7 separate regions of the Mus musculus genome follow, and regions 2, 3, 4, 5, 6 and 7 are each linked to region 1. The links are chromatin contacts, called in public HiChIP or PLAC-seq and promoter capture Hi-C maps. All regions are on one chromosome and are shown on one strand. Each heading gives the region's core, a stretch centred on a gene start, on an enhancer-like site or on the middle of the called end of the contact. The rest is flanking DNA. Distances are from core to core; before and after follow the strand shown.

Region 1 (3,208 bases), core at 471-2,970:
ACTATCCACCAGCCAATCACATCCGGGAAATACCTTAATTGGGGCTCTCCACTTAGGTGACTCAGGCAGTGTCAGTTAAAGCTAATCAGGACAGCCATAGAACAAACTACCAGATACAATGGCTTGAGACAACACACATACTAAATAACAAATGCCATAGATCAGGAGTCTGGGCCTGGCCCGAATGGCTCCTTGTTTGCATCTTCCAAGCTTCAATCAAGGTAAGTAATTGGGGTCTGGTTAGTACCTGAAACCTTAGGGCCCACTTCACAACCCATGTGGCTTTTGAAATCATTTTAGATATATATGCTATATATTATTCATATTAAGTTATATATGTCATCTCTTCCTCCCCGTTTACAGATGTTGTACATTGCCTCTGCTCTTTCCTCGGCTGGCTTTTTAAGGTTTCATATTAAAAAAAAAAAATCACATCCCAGGGGGCTGGAGAGATGGCTCAGAGGTTAAGAGCACTGACTGCTCTTCCAGAGGTCCTTAGTTCAATTCCCAGCAACCACATGGTGGCTCACAACCATCTCTAATGGGATCTGATGCCCTCTTCTGGTCTGTCTGAAGACAGTGACTGTGTACTAAAATAAATTAAATAAATAAATCTTAAAAAAAAATCACACCCCAGGTGGGTTTCCTTTAACACCCAACCTGCGTCTCCACGTCCTCCAATATTACAAATTCTTAAAGGTACATTCATGTGGTTCTTTGAAGTTTTTTTCATTACAGAATTTGGTACTGTAAAACCTCCAGGTAAGGGGCTGGTGAGATGGCTCAGTGTGTAAGAGCACCCGACTGCTCTTCCAAAGGTCCGAAGTTCAAATCCCAGCAACCACATGGTGGCTCACAACCATCCGTAATGAGATCTGACGCCCTCTTCTGGAGTGTCTAAAGACAGCTACAGTGTACTTATATATAATAAAAATAAATAAATCTTTAAAAAAAAAAAAAAAAAAAAAAAACCTCCAGGTAAGCCCGGTTTCCTTCACACAATATGTTAGTTGTTCTCTCAGCTCCTCTCCATCTCCCTTTCTCCATAAACCATATCTACTTGCCAGTGGGTGCGGAAACAGAAAGACCTTAGCACAGTGATTTAGTACATAGTTGTTGAAGAACGGTTATACTTGGTGGCTTATAATCCTTCTTGCTTTAGAATTAGTTTGTGACCCTGGGGTCACTTATCTCTGTCAAATCCTCTCGGTGGAGTGGAGGTATGGTGGCACCTGCTCATATGCTCGACACAAGACTGCCACATGTACAAGATCTGGGCCACAGACTCTCTGCCAAAAGGCAAAAAATATGGAAACCTCCTGTAAGGCGGATCTAGTGCAGGGTGTTAACTTGGCTCAAATTTGCTTTTTAAAAAAAAGTCAACGGAGATAGAACAGAAACGGAGAAGGAGGGGTGAGGTACAAGGAGAGGACCTGAGAAAGCCTACGGGAAGGAAGAAAGGTCAAGCGTGCAGAGTGACCTTATTAACCAACTAGCCAGACCCGGCTCATCACGTGACAGCCGCCGCCGAAGTCTAGCAGAGCTCCCTCTCGCGAGGAGAGGGGCGGTTTTTGTCACTTAGCTGCTGCCCCGCCCCTAGCCCCGCCCACCCCATGCTCTCACCCCAGCCGCGCCCCCTGCCTCGCGCCGGCGCGTGGCGACGTCACGCCGCCGCGCGCAGCGACGCCGGGACGGCCCCCCGCGACGCGACGTCGGAGGCGGAAGTGGCGCGGCTGTCGCTCTTGGGCTCTCACTGCCGGCTCCGGGTTCTGCGAGGAGCCTCCTGCCAGCCGCCGCGTCTCCCTGCCCTCGCTGCCCCTCCATGTGCCCGGGCGCCGCCGCTCCGCCTCGGGCCGCTGCTCACCCCGGGGTTTATGGAAGTGATGGAAGGACCCCTCAACCTTGTGAGTGGTCGCGGGCTGAGTCGGGGACCGGTAGGCTGCGGGGAAACGCGGGCTGAGGGGGTCAAGCGGCACTGAAGGGGGAGCCGCGAGCTCATGGAGGGGACCCTGATCCCCGGGGCTCAGGCCTCTCCCTCGGGGCCCGTGGCATCTGCCCTGCTGGGACCGCGTCCCAGCGCCACGTAGCCGCCGCCTGCAGGCCGCGGGCAGAGTCGGGGTGTCGGGGCCGCGCCTCGCACACCGCACCCCCTCTTCCCTGCTGCCCTCGCAGCTGGGCTAGCGAAGGCCCCTCTGAAACAGCTGGATCGGAACCCCAGTCCACGCCCCGCAGCCCGGTGCCTTTGCTTTAAGGCTCACGAAAGTACCAGACGTGTTTGCCTTTCTCAGAAACACATACAGAGAGACACACAGGGGGCCGGGTCATTATTGTTTGGGGCAAAAAGGAACACACACACACACACCGCCCCAAACAACCCCACAAAACCCCAAACCTCCCACAGTTCTGTTCTAAGTGTGATCACAGGACATCTTCGGGTTTCCTGGGAAAAGGTTCATGAAATTCAGATGCAGACGTCTGGTTCCTTAGTGTTGCGGAGTAAAACTTTGCAAGTCCCAAGTCTGTAGGTGGTTTGCGATGATGCGGAGGGATTGAGAGCAGGACCGGGAAAGATTGATTGCTTCCTTTGGAACTCTGCCCTCCCTCCCGGCTTGGAAGAGCCTGGTCCGTGCTGTGCAGAGAAGCCAGAGTCTGTGGTTTCAGACTATGGATTTCTGGAGCCAAACTCCTGGATTTGAACTCGGGCTTAGTCACCTAATAGCCTCAAGAGACCTTGAACAAAAATTTTCACTTCATTGTTTTTTTTTGTTTTTGTTTTAACCCTCGTTCGTTGTGAGGATTAAAGGACTGAATAGATAAGAGACACGTAGAACTGTACGTTATGGATGGAACATTGGAAGAGTTAGTTGCTCCAGTGAGACCGTAGCCCCTGTCACTTAATGAGATTTGGGAGTGTTGAGCGTCAACGCTGGAGAGTGAACACCTAAAGCTATGGTTCCATCCCTGGCGCCAGGTTTGCAGCTCCGAGAAATCTACCCAAGAGTTACTAATTTAGACCCTGCGTCCGTTTCTAAGTGGATTACACTTCAGGCTAATGAGGCTACACTGGTGAGTTTTGGGGAGCTAGGGAAATAACCTCGCGCCTCTCTTGTTTGTAAGAGAATTTGTGTGGCCAACTATAGTTTGTAGTGAAGTATGGGTGGCTCACCAGGGAAACTCCACAGGAATATTATTAGTCGTAGCCAGCTGT
Region 2 (3,208 bases), core at 484-2,983, 500 kb before region 1:
AAAAGAGCTGAAATTACTAACACGTGAAATGAATCTAACCTTGAAGGGACATAGATGTGACAATCTCCCCGGATCCTTACCTCAAGTCCCCATAGAGCCACAGTATGGTAGTCAAGGGCACACAACCTGAAGCCAGAATGCCAGGGTTGCAATGGTGACTTTACCTTTAACTTGACATTGTGACCAGTGTGGTATGGTGTAATAACTTTTAAAACATGCAAAATAACAGTATACATTCTATGGGATTATTTATGGCTTCATACCCCAGGTTAAAATGGGGGCTCTCTTCCTATCAAGCTTCTAAATTGAAAATGTGTCTTTTACATGAAAAAGCAGAAGTCATAGCTTAATGATGTAGTGTTTCTCTTCCTTCGGGAAGTGGGAAAATTGTGGGCCTACCCATTATTAAGTTAGGGGCTATCTTTACATAAAATATGTAGAGTGGGCATGGCACACTGTAAACGCTGTACAGTAATGCAAACTAAAGGCACAGAGAGAATCAAGAGTGATGGGGGCATTGAAGTGGGGGGAGGAGCTTGAAGAAAATCCTTGTCACATTGAAAGTCAGTTCTAAGAGCACCCCGTTCATTAAGCCTTTCTTCTTGGAACCAACCTGCCTTCTGTTTTTGCTCGTCCTCTTCCTGTTAAACTTCTGTCCACTGTCAGAAACCAAACCACTCATATTTGGGTCAGGAAGAGTTGTGTCCTAATTCCTAGGAGTTTTAATGCTAAAAGTGCAAGGGGGGGGGGTGCAAGCAGAAGCAATATGAATTCTGTGGAGTGAGTTATAATCTGGTTCTATTTCCTAAAGTAGGAAAAAAAGATGATTTAACACAAAAAGCATTGCACACTCAAAAGGTAGAAGCCATGTCGAGAATTCCTATGGAGTCAACAGTGATCTTCTCACTGGGTCTACAGCACTTGGTGACCCACTGTCCTCTGTATGAAGAAAAATCTGGTGTCACTTTCTTAATGCCAATAGAACCACTCGCACTTGGAGTTTCCTCTAGTTCCACCATTGCCCCCATCTCTTATAGCTGCTATACTCAAGGCAGAACGAGCCATTGGGAAGCAAGTTGGACAGAAGATATGCCACACAGCTGCCCTTCATGACTTGGCAGATGTGAGAAGATAAACGAGTTTATCTTCTAGTGTCTGCCTGGATCGCTCTCTAATTCTGTTGATAGGTACCTCTGCCTCATAGCTCTGTGCTGTTCAGAAACACTCTACTCCCTGCTCTTTACTGGAATCTTAAGCTTCCCTGTTAGATTTTAGTTGGCAGGATCTTCACCAAGTGGCTAACCGATAGCCAGGTCATAAGGATTCTTTGCTCACAAGTAGACTCGCCATCCTGGGAGTGGATTCGTTAGCATGACAGTGGGTTTGTTACGAACCAGGCTTAGTTCTCCTCCTCTCTTAGGTGTGTCCTCTCATGATGTATTGTATCCTGCAATGTTTTAAAAAGCAGAAGGACCTAGCTTGAAGGGACACTTCAGTCGTGTATGTCTCGGACTCCTGGAGCTCTGAGCCAAGTGCTGTTCTCTTTATGTTAAGTAACCAAGTCTCAAGTGCTCTCTTGCAGCAATGCCAAACAGATAAGCTGGGTTAAAGCTAACTGCTTTGTCATTTTCTCTTCACCTTAGACGGGAAAGTTAGGTCAAAGGTTTGGGTCCAGTGATGCAAGGCCAGTCTGTGACTGTTGACTTTATAACCCAAGCAGATGACTCAGAATTTGGAGTTTGGAGCTTGGAGTACTTCCAGTGGGTACGATTCCATGGTGTTCCTAAGTAACAGTCAGAGCAACCTGTGACTAAGAGAGTTACTATGCAGCACACTGTCAAGTAGTCCCATTAAATGGGGTAGAAGCCAGAATTCCATGATTAAGAAGGACTAATGGAGGCTGGCAGGATGGCCCAGTGGGTAAAGACACTTGATGTCAACACTAATGAGTTCACTTCTCAAAGACTCACAAGATGGGAGGAGAAAACTGACCTCTGAGTTCCACTTGCCCACTTCCTTACACACACCTTCAATGATTAAATAAACGTGCAGTAAAATGACTTCATTCCTGTGTCTATGGAATTCTAATGGGGAGATGATTGTTGCTTAAGAAAAAGAGGAGCGATCAGAGCAACAGTTAACAGGATATTGGTCTGAGAAAAAGGAGGCCATGGAAACATCATTTCTCACCATTTCACCTGTCTTAATTGCTCTCCTCTCCTGATCAGGATTACACCTACCATCCTTTGGCCTTAGTCAGCCCTGCATCACCTGTAAAACAATGCAAATTTAGTGTCTTCAGCTCTGGGGCACAGAAATCCAAAACAGGTCATAGCATGCTCAAATGAAGGTACTGGGGGTGCAGGAAGGTACTGTGTCTTTCTTCATGTTGGAAGAAATGCCTGTTTCTCATCTCTCCCAGCTTATAGAGGTTTAAGTATAGCTTGGACAATGGTATATATTTCCAAAACAATGTAGCCTCCAGATCTCTGACTGTGAGTCTGTAGTATTGCCTCTTACACTGGCTCTCGCCCTCCTTTTTCCTTCTGAAAAGAGCCCTGTGATTATCTTGAACTTACTTGGATAACCCAGAACACCTTACACTTTGCCATTAATAACACCCTCCAAAGTCCTTTTGCATTAAACATGCACAGGTTTCAGCATGAGGGCGTCCTCGGGGGCAGGGCTCCCACCATTTTGCTTACCGTAGTATTCCTGAAGGTTCACATAAACTACAACACCCCCAATCTGTATTTTCATCTGTGATATGATGATACTGGAGTCTCTCAAGGTATCTTCATGAAATTATGATGATGGAATGTATTCTTAATGTATGACCTGAGGTTTTAAGTGTTTGCAAAATGATACTTTAAGGAATTCGAGGGATGGAGATGGAGCTTGGCGGTAGAGTGCTCTCTGTCTTGAAAGAGCCTGGGCAAGGTCTTGAACTTCATACCCAGAACCTCATTTTCCACAAGACACCTTGAGGCTGAAGGCAACAGATGGATCACTCTTAGGTGAAACAGACAACACTGATTTATTTAGTCTACTTCTGACTTTTCTTCTCCCTCTGTGTGTGTGTAGAGAGGTGTGTGTCTGTTGCTTGTGTATGTGTACCTGTTCATGTGTGTGCACATGTGGTGTAGACATGTAGTGTCCAGGGATGAATACTGGATGTCTTTTTCCACAGTTCTCCATCTTGATTCTT
Region 3 (3,208 bases), core at 585-3,084, 480 kb before region 1:
GAAATCCGTGGGAGAACGAATTGTGTGTTGCTTGAAGAACTGAGCTTGTGAATGACGTTATGAAGCAAGATGGAACTTGCTTCCCCTAGTCAGACTTTGAGTCCTTCCAGAGCAGAGCTATGCCTTCTTCCCTACATGTGGCAACATCTGGCTGGGTGGCTGCCACAGAGTTAATATTCTAGACCAAGAAGGCTTCCATTTAAGAAATGTTTATATGAACTCAGGTACATGGGCATAGAAAATGGGCATGATAATCAGAATTTATTTACTAACTAAATAAGCAATTTAATTTAAAACTGTTATTTGATACATATAGAATTTTGCCACTCATTAAACATGAAAGCAAATTTGCATACCAACTTGGTGAACATGTATGTCTATTTTTACATAAAGGACTAAATCTTGGCTGAATGTCTGATACCGCAGAGTATTTCTATAGAGCATCTTCAGTGTTTTTCAGAGTTCATAGGTCATTTGACTTCATAATCTTCAATGCTGAGAATACCACCCCGCATAAATTCATACTACAAAAGTGGCAGACATATGATCAGGGTCCTTTCAGACATTGTTTTCAATTGTACCCTAATCTCAAGCCAAAATTCATTGAAAACTTGTTTTCACAAAACTAAAGCCAGCCAGCAACTTAGAACAGTAGTTTTTTCTTTTTTTTCTGAATTAAATGTTATCACATAATACAACTCAAAGACAAGCTGATTTGATACATTCTAAGTTATGCTGGTGGGAAAATATTAAGGTTGGTTTATTTGTTTGTTTGGCCAGGAAATGTTACTATAAGAATAGAAAATGATATGCACATTAAAACAGCAGAGTGGACTTGAACCTGAGCTGAGATATTCTGTGCAGTGTTCCTTAATGTGTCCCGGGAGCCGTGCTGGGAGCAGGGCTCTGAACCGTGTGCTGTGGCGAAATCATGTGACGCACCTTGGTTTGCTTGTGGGTTTGATACGGAATTAATTTTCGGTTGTCAGTGAGTTCAGAAACCCTTCCCTTTTACGGTTTCCTTGGCTTTTCGTGACCTCCGTGTTTAGTGATTTGATCTATAGTGTAAGGAGCTGTGTTCTAGGACTTGGAAGGAGGAGGCATGACGGGACCCACATCTCTTATAACAAACCCGATTCTCTGTGTGATGTGGAGTCCAGTTCATTTTGCACTGTGCCTGGCAGAGAGTTTGACTGGATTTAATTACCATGACCTCAAGGGTCTCAGAAAGAAGCTCCCTTCTCCTGAGCCCATGGAAGGTTTTTGGTGACATAAGAATTATGAAGATGACAACTTAATACATCCGACTGGCTAAGGAACAGAGATGACTAACTTGGACCCATGAACCCCCCCCCCTTTTTTAAGAGGTGAGGATATCACCAGGGGTCACAAGCAAAATGCGATCCTGCACCCCTCCCCTGCCCCAAGAGAGGATTTATTACTTTTTACTGGAACTCCAAGAAGATCATAATAAAAGGGGGGAGGGGGACGGGGAAGAAAAAGGAGAGGGAGAAACAGGAAAGGAAGAGGGGGAGGGGTGGAAGAGGGGGAGAGAGAAAGGAGAGATACTGAAATTGGAATTGAAGATCTTCAATCTGGAGAAGATGGGGGTGGGGGTGGGAGGCGTTCCAGCTGAGTGGGGCCTTGCAAATTCAACTTCCCCTGGCACCATTTCCTGCTACGACTGAAAAGTCTAGAAACTACACTAAGGGATTTTTTTTCCTTCTCTTTTTGTTACTTTAAAAGCAAAATGGAGTTTATTACATGTTGATTATGTTAAATTAGCCACTGCCTGTCCTCCACCCCCATCCCTTCCCCCAAGGGATGTTGAGCAACATCCTGAGGAGGAGAGGCTGGGTGTGGACCTGGGCTGTGTCTGGCCTTCTGCTGTATGTAGTAGGTGAGGCTCGATTTCTGTGACCCCCATCCTCCAAACACATCTCCCCCTTCAGGATCCAGCCTGTGACTGTTAATCCTGCCCAGCTTCATCCTCACCAAAGGGCCAATTAAAAACAGAGGCGGCTGCTGCCTATGAGTGCCGTCAAGTCAGAAATATGTGGGAGCTGTGGAAAGCTCTTCAGGATCCAAAGGGTTGAAGCCGTGATGGTTGAACGATTGTCTGAGGAACTTACATTCCAAGTCACCAGAGGCTCCAATCACACCACAAAAGTGCCAGCATATGTGTGTGCATGCTAGCAGGCTCCACAACAATGGAACATGATTGAGAATCTTGCTATTATTATTATTATTATTATTATTATTATTATTGTCAAGTTTGGACTAGTGTTTTCTCTATATGGAGAAGTTGAATGAGGATTTTAAAACCTGATGAGGAATAGATTTGGATTCTATAGTCAAATTAAATGCCAACAATCAACAGAAAAATCTTAATAGAAACAGACAGTTGTGAACTCCTTCTCGTGAAGATGCTCAATTAAAAAGGCTGTTATGCCAAAGTGTGTGTGTGCACACGTATATTTCTCTGTGTGTGGGGTATGTGCGTGTGTATTTCTGTCTCTATGTGTGTGTGTTTCTGTGTGTGTATATGTGCATGCATGATATATATATATATATATATATATATATATATATATATATATGTACACACATATGTATATGTATGTGTATGTGTATGTGTATGTGTATGTGTATGTGTATGTGTATGTGTATATGTGTGTCTGTGTGTTTGTGTGTCTGTGTGTTGCCTGTCTGTCTTTCTGTGTGTGTATGTGTTCAAAAATACTTAACCAAGAGTTAGCCCTTCCTACCTGTTAGGTAATGAGGCATTAGCATTAAAGCAAGGCATGCACACTTCCTGAATTTGCAAGTGTGTGCTATAGCCTCAGGTAGCATGGTGTCTGGTTATCTATAATACACTGAGAAATGGCATTTACAGCAAGCTACTGAATCTGTACCTAATAAATCATTATCTAATCAACGTCTATCCATTCTGTGGGCCAGAGAAAAAGAGGTCTGAAGGCTGTGTTGGTTACAGAGTGACTTAAACAATCCTGAAGACTGTTTAGTGCTGGCCATGTTCTGTGTACCTTGGGCGTCTCTGCCACTCACTGCTATAGTCAAGGCATTGGTGTTACAGACTGTGTCCATCTTACAGAAGGGAAAGCCACGGCACAGAACAATTGATTGCGACATTTGACACCTTGTCAACTGGAAGTCTGACTCTAGTCTTCATCTGAAACCTGTGAAG
Region 4 (3,208 bases), core at 460-2,959, 460 kb before region 1:
GCATTCGAGTTAAACACTGAGAAGCTGAAGGCTTAGGGGGTCTTGGAGCTTTAGTACTTTATCAAGTTGGTCTTGGCAGTGGTGGTTACAGATAAAAATCTAAAACTCAAAGCTAGACAGAAGTTCACTGTCTATGCATGAAGCCTGTTAGATACTGAGGCTGTCCACAAGGGAACAAGAGTGGCCAACTCCAAAAGCTTCTTTGAAAAGACAGTAAGGATGTCAGACTGTGGATGGCACAGTCTCTCACGGGAAGAAGAAAGAAGGTGCCAGCTGAAAAAGGAGTTGAGACAGGCCCTGGTAGAGTTAAATAGCTATCCAAAACATGAGGCAGAGATTCACCCGGGAGTCCCCACCAGCCAGCTTTTGCGGCTTGCAATTGATTTGTCACGGTCTGGCCTCGGGTGAGGTGAGGTCATTGCGGTAAAGGTAGAAAATGATCCCAGCATGTTCGATGGGCCTGGCCTGTGTCTGCCTGTCCCCAGGTCAGTTTCTTACCCTTCTCCTGCCCTGCTCTCTCACTTGGGGAGGGGGTGGTGTCTCCTGCAGGCTGCCTTTCCAGGGTTCCTATGGGGCAGCATCTGCTTGGGCGCAGCCAATGGAAGGCAGCAGAGAGTGACCGGCTGGTGTGAAGGAGCAAAAGTATTTCTCCTTGGTTTTCCACATCAGAGTCAGCAACTGCTGAGGGTCCTGCCCCATAGACCCAACCAGGGCTCCCCTCTGCCTCCTGACCCCATGCCCTAAGACCTTCCCATGGTTCTAATCTTGGGAGTCTTGGCGTCTCAGACCTCTGCCACCCACACAGCCAATTCTGCTTCAATGTGGTACTGCTTGCTGGCTTCTGGAGCCAAAGGTCTAAAATGCAAGCTGGTCTCCAGGTCAGCAGTCCTTAATCCGAGTTCCCCTGGTTGAAAACAGTCTGGAAACTTTTGCCAGCCTAACCCATACATTTACATCTTGCTCCTCGCCGCCCCACCCCCCACCCCATTCATGACTCAGTGGAACCAAAGATCCATTTTCCTATCCTCATTTCCATAGGCTTAGAGTGACTCATTTGAAGGTTGGCGAAGCTGTGAAGCAGGAGTCATCTCTGAGCACCTTTCTGTCTTCTCAGCAATCATAGTAAATATTGGATTCTGTGTGGGCTAGCTCGAGAAAACATACTTCCCCTTTCTCCGGAAGACAGGCATCTCAACATGGCTTCCTGTCACAGTTGCTTTCTCTCATCTTTAATTTAGGAGGTCAGCCTGATTTACGCTGGAATTGGTGGCTGTGGTTAATGGACTCCGCATACTAATCTACCTTCTTACATCAAACATCAGGGGAGGGCTTTCATCGGAGTAGAGGTAGTTAGCAATGTTTTTATGCCACGGTGACGAAAGACATCTATCACCCTCAGTGTCTGTTTCATTGAAGCCACTAAAATCAACTCCAAAGCCATCTTTGTGCCAGACAGCCAAAGATTCCGTCTTCATCTTAAGCTCGCAAATCTGCAGTTGCTGCAGAACTTCACGTTTCCCACCGAAGTCCTTCTCCCTGGTCTGTTTTAACAACCCCTACCGGAATGGGTTCCTAACGGGCAAGGGAAGCTGTAGTCACAGCAACTGGGAGCTGGCAGAGCCAAAGGAGCTGCCTTGGGAAGAGTTCTGCTGTCTGCGAGTTTTGAGCAGTTGGAGCTGGCCAGAGTGGAAGGCCATGGGAGCATTCACAGGAAGTCGATGTTTCCTGACCATTCACAGGAAGTCGATGTTTCCTGACCAGCTCACCCCGTTCCCGACTCTTCCAGCAATTTCATGTCTACAACTAAAGCGTTTTGCCTTGTAAGTTCCTGCTGGAGGCCTCTTGAGACAGTGGGTGGTTTTTTATTTTGTTGGTTTTGTTGTTGTTTTGATTCTCAACTTCTGCCAAATGTGTGAGGAGCAAGGTCCACAGAGTATAGATGTCCCGATGTTTTAGAGATGTGACTTCCATTGTATTTTTTTTCTTTTCTTATTTTTACCTTCCTTTATTTTATATTCTCTAATTTGGATACAGCCACAGTAACCGGATGGGTCTGAAATCCCAACCATTTAAGACATCTTGGCTCTGACCCCCTATTGGAATGAGACTCTTGTCAAGACACTGAGGGGGTGAACTTGATAAATTCTCCTTTTCCTGTGTCTTAAGTAAATCTGAATGGGAGAAGGGGTGAGCGCTGGCTACTTTCCTTGTTCTTGTAACAAAGTATCCAGCACAAGCGGCTTAAGGGAGGAAGGGTCTGTTTCTGCAGCAGGTAAAAGTGCAGCCCATTAAGGCTGCAGAGGCAAAGCAGCAGGAGTGTGGGCTGGCTGGTCCCTCCCACATACACCCCCCCCCCCCCCCCCCCCGCCACATCCACCGTCAGGAGGGAGGGAGGGATGAACATTTATGCCTATGTTGATGCGTAGCTCAGTTTCACCAGATCAATCCTCAGACACTGCACATTCAGGGTAGGTAGGTGAAGTCTCTCTGAAACTCCTTCCACAAAATGATGACAAAGCAAGAAAGCCCTTGCCAGATGCAGATGCTCTTACCCCTCAAACCTGCTCCCCAGTCTCCAGCCCCAATAAACCTCCATTGTTCCCGACTTACACAACCTCTGTATTCTGATAAAGAGCAGAACATGAACCAGAACCAAGAGAAAGACCAAAGCAAGGGCCCTCTGTCTCTTCCTAACTTCCTAGCTCTGGCCTCTGCTTCCCTTCGGGATAGTCCTAGGCAGAGTCACATGGTCACGTCTTACCAAACAGGTTACTTATTGCTCCAGAAAGCAACATGCCCAAAAGATCTGAAATTATACACAGTTCAGTAGACCCAGGAAGTCTAGGTCTTTGCTGGTTTCACTTGCTACCCCCAGACTTAAGAAAAAGACCTCTTTCTGCTCTCCTGCACCTCCCCATACAAAGTTCAAATGTTTTTAAGAAAGATGGGGTGCAGTCTATTTCAGAAAGCTTTATGTGCAGCTAAATGAGCTGACAAGAAAGAGACTTATGTTACTTGGAGGGTGGGGTGGGGGAGAAGTCTTCCATAAAGACAATGTACTATTATTTTAAAGTTGGCACAAACAAAATTAGTCTCTGGAAATGATACATTTACCCGTGTGAACTAAAGTAACTTATTCCATCTGCCGGGGTAGCCATGGACATTAGTGAGAGCTAATGTGTTCTGGGGTCCCCAACAAATGAGGCTG
Region 5 (3,208 bases), core at 490-2,989, 430 kb after region 1:
TGTAGACACATCTTTCCACCCCCCCAACCAGAAAGGTAGTTACTGCAATTCCACTCTATAAAGGAAGATCATCACCAAGTTAGGAGGATTCTTGTAAAGTTACCCAGTCAGGATACTCCAACATACTATCTGAACCTACCGTTTTTTTGGGGTGTGTGTGTGTGTGTGGGTGCTTTCCAAGCCATTCCAAAGGGCTTTTCTCTGTGCCTAGACAATTCCAAAGGGCTTTTCTCTGTGCCTAGACAATAGGCGAGTAACTATTGCCACATTTCAAAGAGCATCGGTTCTTCAAAAATGATTTTTCAGCTATGCAAAAAGTGTCTGCAAAAGCAGACTCAGCCCTCATGCCCGAAACTATTTTAGGAGACGAGGACCTGTTGTTTATTGGGAGAAAAGCTGGTGCAGAATTTTGAAGGACTCTGTTGAAAATAGATGGATTTGTAAATTGTAGGCAGAGGAAGGACTCTTGTCTTTTTTTTTTTTTTTAAACAAGATTGAATTTTGCCTAACTCAAGGGAAAGCAATCTATACTTGATTAGTAGAGTGCAACATTATGCTTCACTTCCAGTAAAACTTAAGTGATTTGGTTAGCAAAGGATGTCTTTTAAGTTCTGCAAGAGCCAGAGCGTCAGGTGTAGTAGCTCAAAGAGTGCTTGCTGAGCATGCGAAAAGCCCTGGGTTCCATCCCCAGCACCACGCCACCAAGCGTTGTGGTGAAGCAGGTAATCCAAACTCTTGGAACACTTTGGAGGTGAAGGCAGGAGGATTAGAAATTCGGGGTCACTCTTGGAAGCTATCCCACAATACGTGAGACCTTGTTTTGAAAAAAAAAAAAACAGTAAAGTTGCATATGAGTTAATTAGTTATTACAACCTGAGGGTCAGGGGACAGAGGCTAAAGAGTTCTAGGAATCATGAAACTCAGATCAGATGTATGGGAGAAATGAGGAACGTGCTTATTAGCTGACGAACGTGCTTATTAGCTGGCATTTGAGACAGACACCCAGCATTATGTAAAGAGCAAAACCAACCAAATGAACAAAATAAAAATAGGGTGTAGAAATAAAGGGGTAAATAATAACGGGCGTTAGATGGATTGTCTTGCATTCTACCTACAGCTGTCCCTTCCACCTCCTAAGCTTCTGAGATCTGTGCTCTCGCACAGATGGCAGAAGCTTTACCCTGAAGATTTGACTTTGCTCTTTAGTTTGCTGTGCTCCCTAATCCGTTCCTTCCGTAAACGCCCATTTCGAAGCGCTTTCTAAATTTGGTTTGCGCGCCCCCTACTGGCAGACCTGATTATCATTCTCAATTGCATTTGAGCATTTCAGCGTTGCCCAAAAACCTCATGACATTTGCTAAGAACCAAGGAAACTTTGTCTTTCATTTGATACGCTTTTCGGACAGCCAGAGGCATCTGCCTACAATTTGCTTCGTGATTGTTCGTGATAACAACGCAATGCAGGGCAAATTAAAATGCACGCCTAGCAAAGCTGGTATTTTTTTTGGTAACTAACTGCTCTGTCTCCTTGAATAAAAGTGACCTCTCTTCCTACTTTCGAGATTTTTGTTTGTTTGTTTAAGGTTTGCTTAGTGCAAAATTTAAAGCAGATTAAAGAAAAAAACCAACCGACTATATTATAATTTATTTCACAACCTCCTCCGACTCTGTCTTCAGATGTTAGTCTGTAGCCGCACATGACAATGACTAAGACATCATCAGCTGGGCTGGGGTGCCAGGAGGAAGCAGTTTCTATTTCTGTCTCCATTTTTCTCCTCACTGTTTGAGTAGGTCACGGGTTGGTGTGTAGACAGCAACTCTCCTTTTGTGCCTGTCCTGGCAGCAATGAAGGCAAGCTAAAGAAGCCCTTGGGGTCCCCCCTTTGGCTATCAGACTGTTGAATCAATGGTCTTCAAGAAACTGGAATTTCCCCAGAAGTCTCATGCTGGGAAAAGGGAAGAGCTACGAGCCTGGTGCCCCTCAGAGGAGGGGTTTGCTTTCCTGAAAGAGATTTAACACAGTTTAAAAAAAAGATTCCTTTTGATGACTTCTTTATTTTATTTTATTTTATTTTATTTTATTTTATTTTATTTTATTTTATTTTTCATGTGCATTGATGTTTTGCTTGCATGACTTTTTGGTTGTATGAGGTCCCCTGCAACTGGAGGATCAGACAAACATAAACTGCCACATGGGTGCTGGGAATTGAACCAGGGACCTCTGGAAGAGCAGCCAGTACTTGTAATCTCTGAGCCATCTCTCCAGCCCCGAGATTTAACGCAGTTTGAGAGCTTATCAGATCACCTCCCAGGGCAGACTGCATCTGAGCTGATGGTGGCCTGGACCGGGTCTTGACCAGTATTGCTTGCCTCTAGCCCTTGATTTAAACAAACCTGGCTAGAACCTGTTTATCACTGTCTGTATTTACAGTCGGAACTGGGAATTGCTCTATTCTTTTTTGTCGCTCTATGCTATTTGAACACTAAGCTGACTGTTACCATCAGAAGTGAGTATCAGGCGATAGGGAAGTGGCTTAGTCAAGTGCTTGCCTTGCAAGCATGATGACCTGAGCTTGACCTCTAGAAGCAACGCATCCCCATGAAACTGGTATCTTCTGGGAATCTCATGATGGATGCTTGTAATCTCAGTACTAGGGACGTGGAGATAGCAAAAACCAGGCTGAGCTTTAGGCCAGGGAGAGACCCTGTGTAAAAAACAAGTGTGACTCCTGACAGACAAGTGACTGGGGGCTGTCCTCTGGACATTTGAACATTTATACACATGTACAAACACCCAACCACATGCAGTACACACATGTACACACACACTGGAACACACATGCACTCCTGTGCACATATGCATGTGCACACATATGCATGCATGCACACGCAAGCCCCAAAACACATGTGGACACACATACACATGCAGCACACACACATACAGGCACACACATGCATACATAGAATGAATGTCAGATGTCATGGTCTCCATCATTTTTCTCTTTTTCAAGGAATGTGGTTTCTTATTTGAATTTCATTTTTCTGCATAATAAAATATATTAAGTAAAGAAAGACCCCATAGCACATGCTTTCACCCCAGAATGCAAATGACCATTAGGCGTAGTTCATAAAAATGAATATAGCGGCAGATCCTGCTTCAGAATTATGTTCTTCTTCTTCTTTCATTCTTGGTTGCAAAATTGAAACTT
Region 6 (3,208 bases), core at 211-2,710, 410 kb after region 1:
CAGAACCTTAAAACATTGTTTGTTGTTTTTGAGTCTGGTTCCCATGTATCCCTGGCTGACCTCAAACTTGCTACGTGGCTGAGGATTAACCTGAACTTTGGGCCTTTCCATGTCTACCCCCAGTTCTGGAATTACAGGCATATGCTACCATGCTGGGTTTAGGCAATGCTGGGGACGGGCCCAGGGCTTTGTGAATGGTGGGAAAACACTTGCCAACCTGAATTACATCCTTAGCCCCAAACCTTTTAATTCTGATGAGACACCAATTACTTTTCTCCATTGACTGTGTAAAGCATAATGTCTTTTGAGTGTCCAGTAAGTGTTGACCCTTTTAGAGTATGAGGTCAAGTCATCCATGGATATGAGGAGTTATGCTCACTGTGGGGAAAGACATCTGACCTTCTGGTCCAAACAAGGCTGCTTTAAACCCAACAGAAGACAGACATCCCATTCTCAGGTCAATGGCTTGCTGACCATGGCACAAGCATGTACTCAACAATGGCCAGGATGAGCAGAGCTATTGAAGTGTGGATTTGGTCGAGTGTAAGACAGCTGTGGAACCAACATGAAAGCCATTGGACACTCTTGGGGCTCAGTTATTGTCTTAATTAGGGTTCCCATTGCTATGAGGAGACACCATGCCCCTCCTAGGTATAGCGAATAGGAGTGGTTTTGCTTCGAATTACACATAGCCATTTCCTATTGTTATTCAGATAGTGTTTCCAAACATGGCTCGTTCTTGTGAGCTAGAACTCAGTTGTGAACTTTCCTCCTATGACCTTGCTTAACCCCCGGTCTATAAACTGTCTGATGCTCTAAGTAAAATTGACTGTTGGATGAGACTTCAGTCTGCCTCATTCATTGGCTCCATTCCCCCCGCAACCCCCCCCCCTCCCAGGTCCCACTGCCTCCAGAGTGATGACCACCACGCTCAGCTTTTACAAGAGTCCTGGGGATCCGAGCCCAGGCCCTCATGTTTGCATGGCAGGCACTTGATTGACCGAGTGATCTCCATGCCCTTGATTACAGGACCCCAGTGAGGAAAACTATCCTCGATGCTTTCTGCTTTGGTATTCTCTCAGACAATGTGGAGGCTGGGCTGTTAAAGCATTTTATGAGTTGGTGCACTCGAAGTTCTTAACAGAGTGCTTGGCATATTGTAAGCTCCTGACAAATGTTCTCTAGAGGATTAATGAATTCCAATATGCAAAGCATGTACCTGCTGCAGCCAGCATATTCCTCCCCGGCTCTCGACGCTCAAATCCAAGCTTCTAAAAGAATTCTACAGAAACCAAGTACAGACCAAACAACATATTTTCTATGGGCCAAACTCAGTTCGGGGACTGCCAGTTTGCGACTGAACTGAAACCACAGAACTTTGTCAAGCCTCCCAGACAGAACTGCCTTTGGAGTGCGCTTCCTCTGCCTTTAATTGGGACCTTGGATCTCCGGTTTGGCTCCTCACTCTGTTGAACTCATCCACTTACTGGGGTAGGACTGCCCTGGAATGAGAATGTAGATCTGCTGGTCACAATCGGATATGAGAACAGGAGTAACGTCACGTCACAGAATCTGTTTTTTTTTTTTTTTTTTTTTTTTTAAGCATTGATTGTGGCACAAGACGTGTGGTGCTTACATTCCCTTAAGCAGATGTAGCTCCGGCTTGCTTTGCATATTTTACGTGGCCCTTTTGTGCATTAATATATCTCATATTCAATCCTGACGGGGACAGAAAGATGAAAAGGGCTTTTAGAGGTTTATTTTTTTTATTCTGACTATAAAAATGAAAAATACTGACCGTAAACAATTCAGGAAATGTATAGCAGTACAAAGAGGAAAGAAAAGCCTCTCTGAATCTGTCCGCCAGAGAGAGATACGGCTCACATTCTGATGATCAGCCTCCTGGTTGTTTACTTGTACATATATCAACATCTATCTTAAAAAGCAAGGATGAAAAGCTGCATCGCCATCACCTTTCAGAGGCATCCTAAATGCTACTGTGGCCTAAAGAGTCCTTTATAAACCTTTTAATGTGTATATTACCCATACACAGAAATGAGTTCCATTTGACACGTGCATACACGTATGTAATGTAGTTTGATCTTGTCACCTGTCATCTCTTCCGTCCCCCCTCACACTCTACTGATCTCCCCTTTCCCAACTCCCTTTACCTTCATGTCCTTAGATGATTTTTTAAAAAAACAACATTTATTTATTTCAGTGTGTGGGTGTGGGCACCACAGAGCACTTGTGGTGGCCGGAGAACAACTTACCGGAGTCAGTTCTCTCTGAGACCATGTGGGGTTCTAGGGTAGAACTTAACGACAGGTGATTTTACCCCCCCCCCCCCCCAGTCCTGTCTCCTCTTCCTTTTAAATTATACAATGAGTTACTTCCTGGTTATTTACAGGAGCATGGCCCCTTATTGGCAGTTATACCACCAAAGAGAATCTCTCTCTCTTCTTCATCAAACACAAACTTGCAATAATATCCTCAAGCTTCTCCAATATATGATCCCATGCTCTCTGAAGCATGCAATGAGACCCCACGTGCCCCTCCACTGAGCATTGTCTATACTGATCCATTGAAGGGGTGAAAAAGACCACGGGTCTCCTCCAACTCCCATTTATATGTCTGCAGAAACTGCTTCTGGGTTTATTATCAAACTATTTTTTAAAATTCCTTAACTTCTACCCTTATTTATTTTATCTTTTTTAACATTAAAAACTTCATTATTATTATACTGTAGGAGTATGTCGGGGCACCACACGTGTGCGGTGCTCTCAGAGGCCAGAAGGCAGTGTGTAACTGGAGCTATAGACAGATGTGAGTGGCCATGTGAGTGCTGGAAATTGAACCCAGGTCCTCTGGAAGAACAGCCAGTGCTCTTAACCTCTGAGCCATCTCTCCAGCCCCCTTTGCTTATTTTCATTAGGCTGTAGTTGTACTTTTCTTAAATTCTTTTTTTAAAATATGATTTATTTATTTTATATACACTGGTGTTTTGCTTGCATGTATGTCTGTGACAGTGTTGGATCCCCTGGAACTACACTGACAGACAACTGTGAGCTGCCATATAGGTACTAGGAATTGAACCCAGGTCCTCTGGAAGAACAGCCAGTGCTCTTAACCACTGAGCCATTTCCCCAGCCCTTTATCCCCCTGAATTCTCAATTAAATAGTTGCATGTTGGAGCAGGCTAAATGGA
Region 7 (3,208 bases), core at 380-2,879, 400 kb before region 1:
CCCACATCCAACCCCTACCAGGTGTACAAAATAATGAAAAGGTGAAATAAGTAAGCAGACAAAATAATGTCCTCCTGGGTCTAAAAGTAAGTATGTGCTTACTATTCAAAGCTGGAAGATTTCTTGAGTTCACTTCAAGACGTCCGTTCAGGAGAAGATTTCAAAGAACCCTTAATCATTTAACTCAATAAGATAAAGCGCAGAAAGTTTCTGGACTCTTGATCTGTATTACAAAATTCCCTTCCAGAAGGTTTGTAGTTCACACAGTAATAACTTGTTTTAAAAAATTGTATCTGTGCTCATTTGATAATCACCATCTCCTATTTTTTTCTTCTTTTTTGCATGGCCTGGTGTTTTCCCTGCATGTATGTCTGTGTGAGGATGTTGGATCCCCTGGAACTGGAACTTCAGACAGTTGTGAGCTGTCATATGGATGCTGGGAATTGAACTCTGGTCTTTTGGAAGAGCAGTCAGTGCTCTTAACCACTGAGCCACCTTTCTTTCCAGCCTCAACACCTCATTTTTGCTTGCTAGTGAGTTTGAAATTTTATCTAGATAGTTATGCTAACAATAATTTTGTGTCTAATAATAGACTATATATTTATATACCGAGGGTCTCTGCTGAAACCTTAAGGTTATCCTCGATGGTTTGAGTACACTTTGATAAGGTTATTGAGTGTCTTATTATGTCAGTAAGTCCTAAAACTTAACCTTTACCAATGTATTTGTTTTACAATCTTCTGCATATCGCATCAGCTCTCCACGGAGTCAATGCCGCAACCCCTTTTCACTTTCAGTTTTGAGACAGTTTTGTGAAATTGTCCAAGCTGTCCTTGAACTTGGCTCTGTAGTCTAAACAAGGCCTTAACTAGAGACACCCTCCTTCCACAGTCTTCTGAGTAGCTGGGATTACAGTCTGGTGCTACCAGACCCAGTTTCAAGATAAACTATAGTATCTACTTATAAAAAAATAAATAAATAAAGAGTTTCTTTTGGAAATCGTCTAGCTCATTCAGATGTCAGGCCCACCAAATTTTCGCAAGATGGGTTTTAGTTTCATTTTTAAAACTCTTTTTTAAAAAATGGTGTGCTGTTGTATTTTTAACTGAATTAAATGAGTTGGTAATGAGTTGGGAGGGGTCACAGGTTTGAGCAGTGTTTAATGTCCTCTGCCGTGCCCAGGAGCTACTGAAGAAGGCAGGGGTAATTTTCCCATTCCGTACCCTCATTCTCCTGTGACTTGCCAAGCGCCCAGCTGGCCTTGATTTTTTTTTTTTTAAACGTTGAACCTCTGTTCTTTTTGAGGTTGAGCTCCCAGTTCTCATTTTCTATCTGGACAGTTGCCCGCCACCTAGGAATTCTTGCTTTCCCCAGTTCACACAGCACACAGGCAAATTCGTATTCCCAAAGGGCGTGGGCTGAGCCTGGGTGGGCAAGCCCACCAATGCATCCTCTCGAAGATGCTCCTGCCACAGACTCCTGGATCTCTAACACGGCAGGGAATAGAGAATTGAGGCAGTCATCAGCTGACCTTAAGATGTGGAGATGACTCGAGCTTATCCCATGAGTCCAATGTCATAACAAGGGTCCTTACCCGTGAAAGAGGAACCCAAGAGAATCAGTGTCACTGTGTTTTGATATGACAAGTCATTGAGGCTCTTGAGATGGGAGACCACAAACCAAGACACACAGAGGGCCTCCAGCTGAAGCTGGAAGTCAGGGCAGCTCCTATGTGGTATGCACTCTCTCCAGACTGTCAACCCTGGAAGAGCTTCTCCTTGCGGGCCGATATTACCCATGATTCAAGGCCACGGCACGCTGGTTAGTGACCATTCCAGACAGCTTGATGACTGCTATTTTGGCTGCACTGCCTTATTTCCTCCAACACTCAGGTATTTCCATAATTGCCAGAAACATAACCAGCATCTAGAGCCGAGTCTAAGTAAGACACAAGTTTACAGGAATCTTCCCCAGCAGATCAAGTGGCAAGGACTTGGGCAAAGGGCAAGCAGGAAGGAAGCTGGGGAGACATTCTACTGAAACTTGGTTTTTTTTTTTTTTCAAAGAAATCACAAGGCTGGACCTTCTGCCCAGTTTGAAAGAGGTCTAGAAGAAGGTCATGACCCCTGGGTTGGGTGAGACCACTTAACTACTGTCTGCACTATGGAAGATAACAATCATTGGCTCTTAGGTACCTGCCCCTCACCCCATCTCTAAAAGACTGGATAGCTCATGAGTATGAACTGCAACCACTCTTGGCTAGACTTTCTGAGGGTTAGGCTGGCAAACTAATCATTGATAAGATTTTGTGTTGCCTAAACCAGTCAAAGCTGCTTTAGTCCTTGTCTTAGTTAGGGTTCTACTTCTGTGAACAGACACCATGACCAAGTCAAGTCTTATAAAGGACAACATTTCATTGGGGCTGCCTTACAGGTCCATTATCATCAAGTTGGGAGCATGGCAGCATCCAGGCAGGCCTGGTGCAGGAGTAGCTGAGAGGTCTACATCTTCATCTGAAGGCTGCTAGCTGAATACTGACTTCCAGGGAGTTAGGATGAGGGTCTCAAAGCCCACGCCCACAATGACACACCAACTCCAACAAGGCCACGCCTCCAAATAGTGCCACTCCCCGGGCCAGGCATATTCAAACAATGACAGTCCTTGAGAACTGTGTTCAAGTAAGTTGTTCAAGTAAGACACTGTGAGGGTCAGGAAGAAGTTGTCAGTTCTGGGTAGAGGGAGTATGCCTCAGAAAGGCACCCATACCTTTCTTTGTCCATTGACTTGAGAGGGACCTGCTTTCTGCATGTCATAGCATGCATGCCGAGTCAGAGGGAACTCTGAAGAGAAGATTAGGTCTCAGTGTCTTTAATGCCATCACACCGCCTGGACTATACAGGAGGTGATCATTGCTCTGAGAATGAATACTCTAGGGTCAGCTATTATTGCTAAGGTCCACTAGGTACCTAGGAATATAAATGCAATATTAGTGAGGTTTTCTAGCTTTGACTGAGGTGATGAATTCCTTAGCTCTAGCTCAAGCTCATGAAAAAGATCAAAAAGAGTCTTCTTCAGCAAGAACTGGTTTCTTTTTTTCAATTTCTTTTTTCTGTATATGGGTGTTTTGCCTGCATGTATGTCCGCTACCATGTGCATGCCTGGCGCCCATAAAGGCCAGAAAGAGGGCATTGGATCCACCAGGACTGGA

Evidence for each region. Promoter capture Hi-C pulls out the DNA fragments that hold promoters and counts their contacts. HiChIP or PLAC-seq counts read pairs in DNA pulled down with a chosen protein or histone mark.
Region 2: a contact with region 1 is called in a promoter capture Hi-C map of liver, with 4 times the contacts expected there. The contact joins the promoter of 4930543I11Rik here to the promoter of Nrbf2 in region 1. A contact is called at or near these places in 11 of 39 promoter capture datasets (the 3T3-L1 cell line, 3T3-L1-derived adipocytes, the C10 cell line and 5 more), 1 of 15 datasets of contacts at CTCF or cohesin (the NIH/3T3 cell line), 1 of 484 Hi-C or Micro-C datasets (liver), 9 of 115 datasets of contacts at active chromatin or transcription factors (the NIH/3T3 cell line, bone marrow-derived macrophages, embryonic stem cells and 4 more) and 3 of 9 other capture datasets (embryonic stem cells, liver and macrophages).
Region 3: an H3K4me3 HiChIP or PLAC-seq map of bone marrow-derived macrophages shows a contact between it and region 1, with 6 times the contacts expected there. The contact joins the enhancer-like site here to the promoter of Nrbf2 in region 1. A contact is called at or near these places in 10 of 39 promoter capture datasets (the 3T3-L1 cell line, 3T3-L1-derived adipocytes, the C10 cell line and 6 more), 2 of 15 datasets of contacts at CTCF or cohesin (the NIH/3T3 cell line and large pre-B cells), 2 of 484 Hi-C or Micro-C datasets (bone marrow-derived macrophages and nephron progenitors), 11 of 115 datasets of contacts at active chromatin or transcription factors (the NIH/3T3 cell line, bone marrow-derived macrophages, effector CD8 T cells and 5 more) and 2 of 9 other capture datasets (embryonic stem cells and liver).
Region 4: a contact with region 1 is called in an H3K4me3 HiChIP or PLAC-seq map of bone marrow-derived macrophages, with 5 times the contacts expected there. The contact joins the enhancer-like site here to the promoter of Nrbf2 in region 1. A contact is called at or near these places in 7 of 39 promoter capture datasets (the C10 cell line, the HPC-7 cell line, cranial neural crest and 3 more), 1 of 15 datasets of contacts at CTCF or cohesin (the NIH/3T3 cell line), 1 of 484 Hi-C or Micro-C datasets (bone marrow-derived macrophages), 10 of 115 datasets of contacts at active chromatin or transcription factors (the NIH/3T3 cell line, bone marrow-derived macrophages, embryonic stem cells and 5 more) and 2 of 9 other capture datasets (embryonic stem cells and liver).
Region 5: a FOXA1 HiChIP or PLAC-seq map of pancreatic cancer cells shows a contact between it and region 1. The contact joins the enhancer-like site here to the promoter of Nrbf2 in region 1. A contact is called at or near these places in 9 of 39 promoter capture datasets (the 3T3-L1 cell line, 3T3-L1-derived adipocytes, the HPC-7 cell line and 4 more), 2 of 15 datasets of contacts at CTCF or cohesin (the NIH/3T3 cell line and pro-B cells), 4 of 484 Hi-C or Micro-C datasets (CD4 T cells, bone marrow-derived macrophages, embryonic fibroblasts and 1 more), 35 of 115 datasets of contacts at active chromatin or transcription factors (the 230-238 cell line, DN3 thymocytes, the NIH/3T3 cell line and 21 more) and 4 of 9 other capture datasets (adipose tissue, embryonic stem cells, liver and 1 more).
Region 6: an H3K4me3 HiChIP or PLAC-seq map of forebrain shows a contact between it and region 1, with 5 times the contacts expected there. The contact joins the enhancer-like site here to the promoter of Nrbf2 in region 1. A contact is called at or near these places in 9 of 39 promoter capture datasets (the C10 cell line, the HPC-7 cell line, cranial neural crest and 5 more), 1 of 484 Hi-C or Micro-C datasets (bone marrow-derived macrophages), 25 of 115 datasets of contacts at active chromatin or transcription factors (DN3 thymocytes, the NIH/3T3 cell line, astrocytes and 14 more) and 2 of 9 other capture datasets (embryonic stem cells and liver).
Region 7: a contact with region 1 is called in an H3K4me3 HiChIP or PLAC-seq map of bone marrow-derived macrophages, with 2.1 times the contacts expected there. The contact joins the enhancer-like site here to the promoter of Nrbf2 in region 1. A contact is called at or near these places in 1 of 39 promoter capture datasets (cranial neural crest), 3 of 115 datasets of contacts at active chromatin or transcription factors (the NIH/3T3 cell line, bone marrow-derived macrophages and embryonic stem cells) and 1 of 9 other capture datasets (adipose tissue).

What each region holds. Positions count from the first base shown.
Region 1 is chr10:67,283,793-67,287,000 of GRCm38.p6, reverse strand. Nrbf2 (nuclear receptor binding factor 2) reads left to right here and starts at 1,720. Exons shown (of 4, transcript NM_001036293.2): 1 at 1,720-1,904. The coding sequence starts at 1,875. Gm46200 (a long non-coding RNA gene) reads right to left here and starts at 1,568. Exons shown (of 3, transcript XR_001779690.1): 1 at 1,481-1,568.
Region 2 is chr10:67,784,268-67,787,475 of GRCm38.p6, reverse strand. It overlaps 4930543I11Rik (a long non-coding RNA gene), which reads right to left and starts at 1,733. Exons shown (of 3, transcript XR_380531.4): 1 at 614-1,733.
Region 3 is chr10:67,759,252-67,762,459 of GRCm38.p6, reverse strand. The region is part of intron 1 of Gm40681 (a long non-coding RNA gene); the gene reads left to right. Among named protein-coding and RNA genes, the nearest start is that of Gm40681, 18 kb to the left of the region's middle. Within about 2 kb of position 1,834, at least 38 of the 459 cell types and tissues checked have an H3K27ac peak or open chromatin away from gene starts, as enhancers often do. A contact at or near this core is called in bone marrow-derived macrophages and pre-B cells, where this site is marked.
Region 4 is chr10:67,740,997-67,744,204 of GRCm38.p6, reverse strand. No RefSeq gene overlaps it. Among named protein-coding and RNA genes, the nearest start is that of Gm40681, 36 kb to the left of the region's middle. Within about 2 kb of position 1,709, at least 17 of the 459 cell types and tissues checked have an H3K27ac peak or open chromatin away from gene starts, as enhancers often do. A contact at or near this core is called in bone marrow-derived macrophages, where this site is marked.
Region 5 is chr10:66,851,457-66,854,664 of GRCm38.p6, reverse strand. No RefSeq gene overlaps it. Among named protein-coding and RNA genes, the nearest start is that of Gm31416, 19 kb to the right of the region's middle. Within about 2 kb of position 1,739, at least 144 of the 459 cell types and tissues checked have an H3K27ac peak or open chromatin away from gene starts, as enhancers often do. A contact at or near this core is called in the 230-238 cell line, 3T3-L1-derived adipocytes, the HPC-7 cell line and 13 more, where this site is marked.
Region 6 is chr10:66,877,378-66,880,585 of GRCm38.p6, reverse strand. No RefSeq gene overlaps it. Among named protein-coding and RNA genes, the nearest start is that of 1110002J07Rik, 41 kb to the left of the region's middle. Within about 2 kb of position 1,460, at least 11 of the 459 cell types and tissues checked have an H3K27ac peak or open chromatin away from gene starts, as enhancers often do. A contact at or near this core is called in forebrain, where this site is marked.
Region 7 is chr10:67,688,617-67,691,824 of GRCm38.p6, reverse strand. No RefSeq gene overlaps it. Among named protein-coding and RNA genes, the nearest start is that of Gm32438, 3.7 kb to the left of the region's middle. Within about 2 kb of position 1,629, at least 21 of the 459 cell types and tissues checked have an H3K27ac peak or open chromatin away from gene starts, as enhancers often do. A contact at or near this core is called in adipose tissue and bone marrow-derived macrophages, where this site is marked.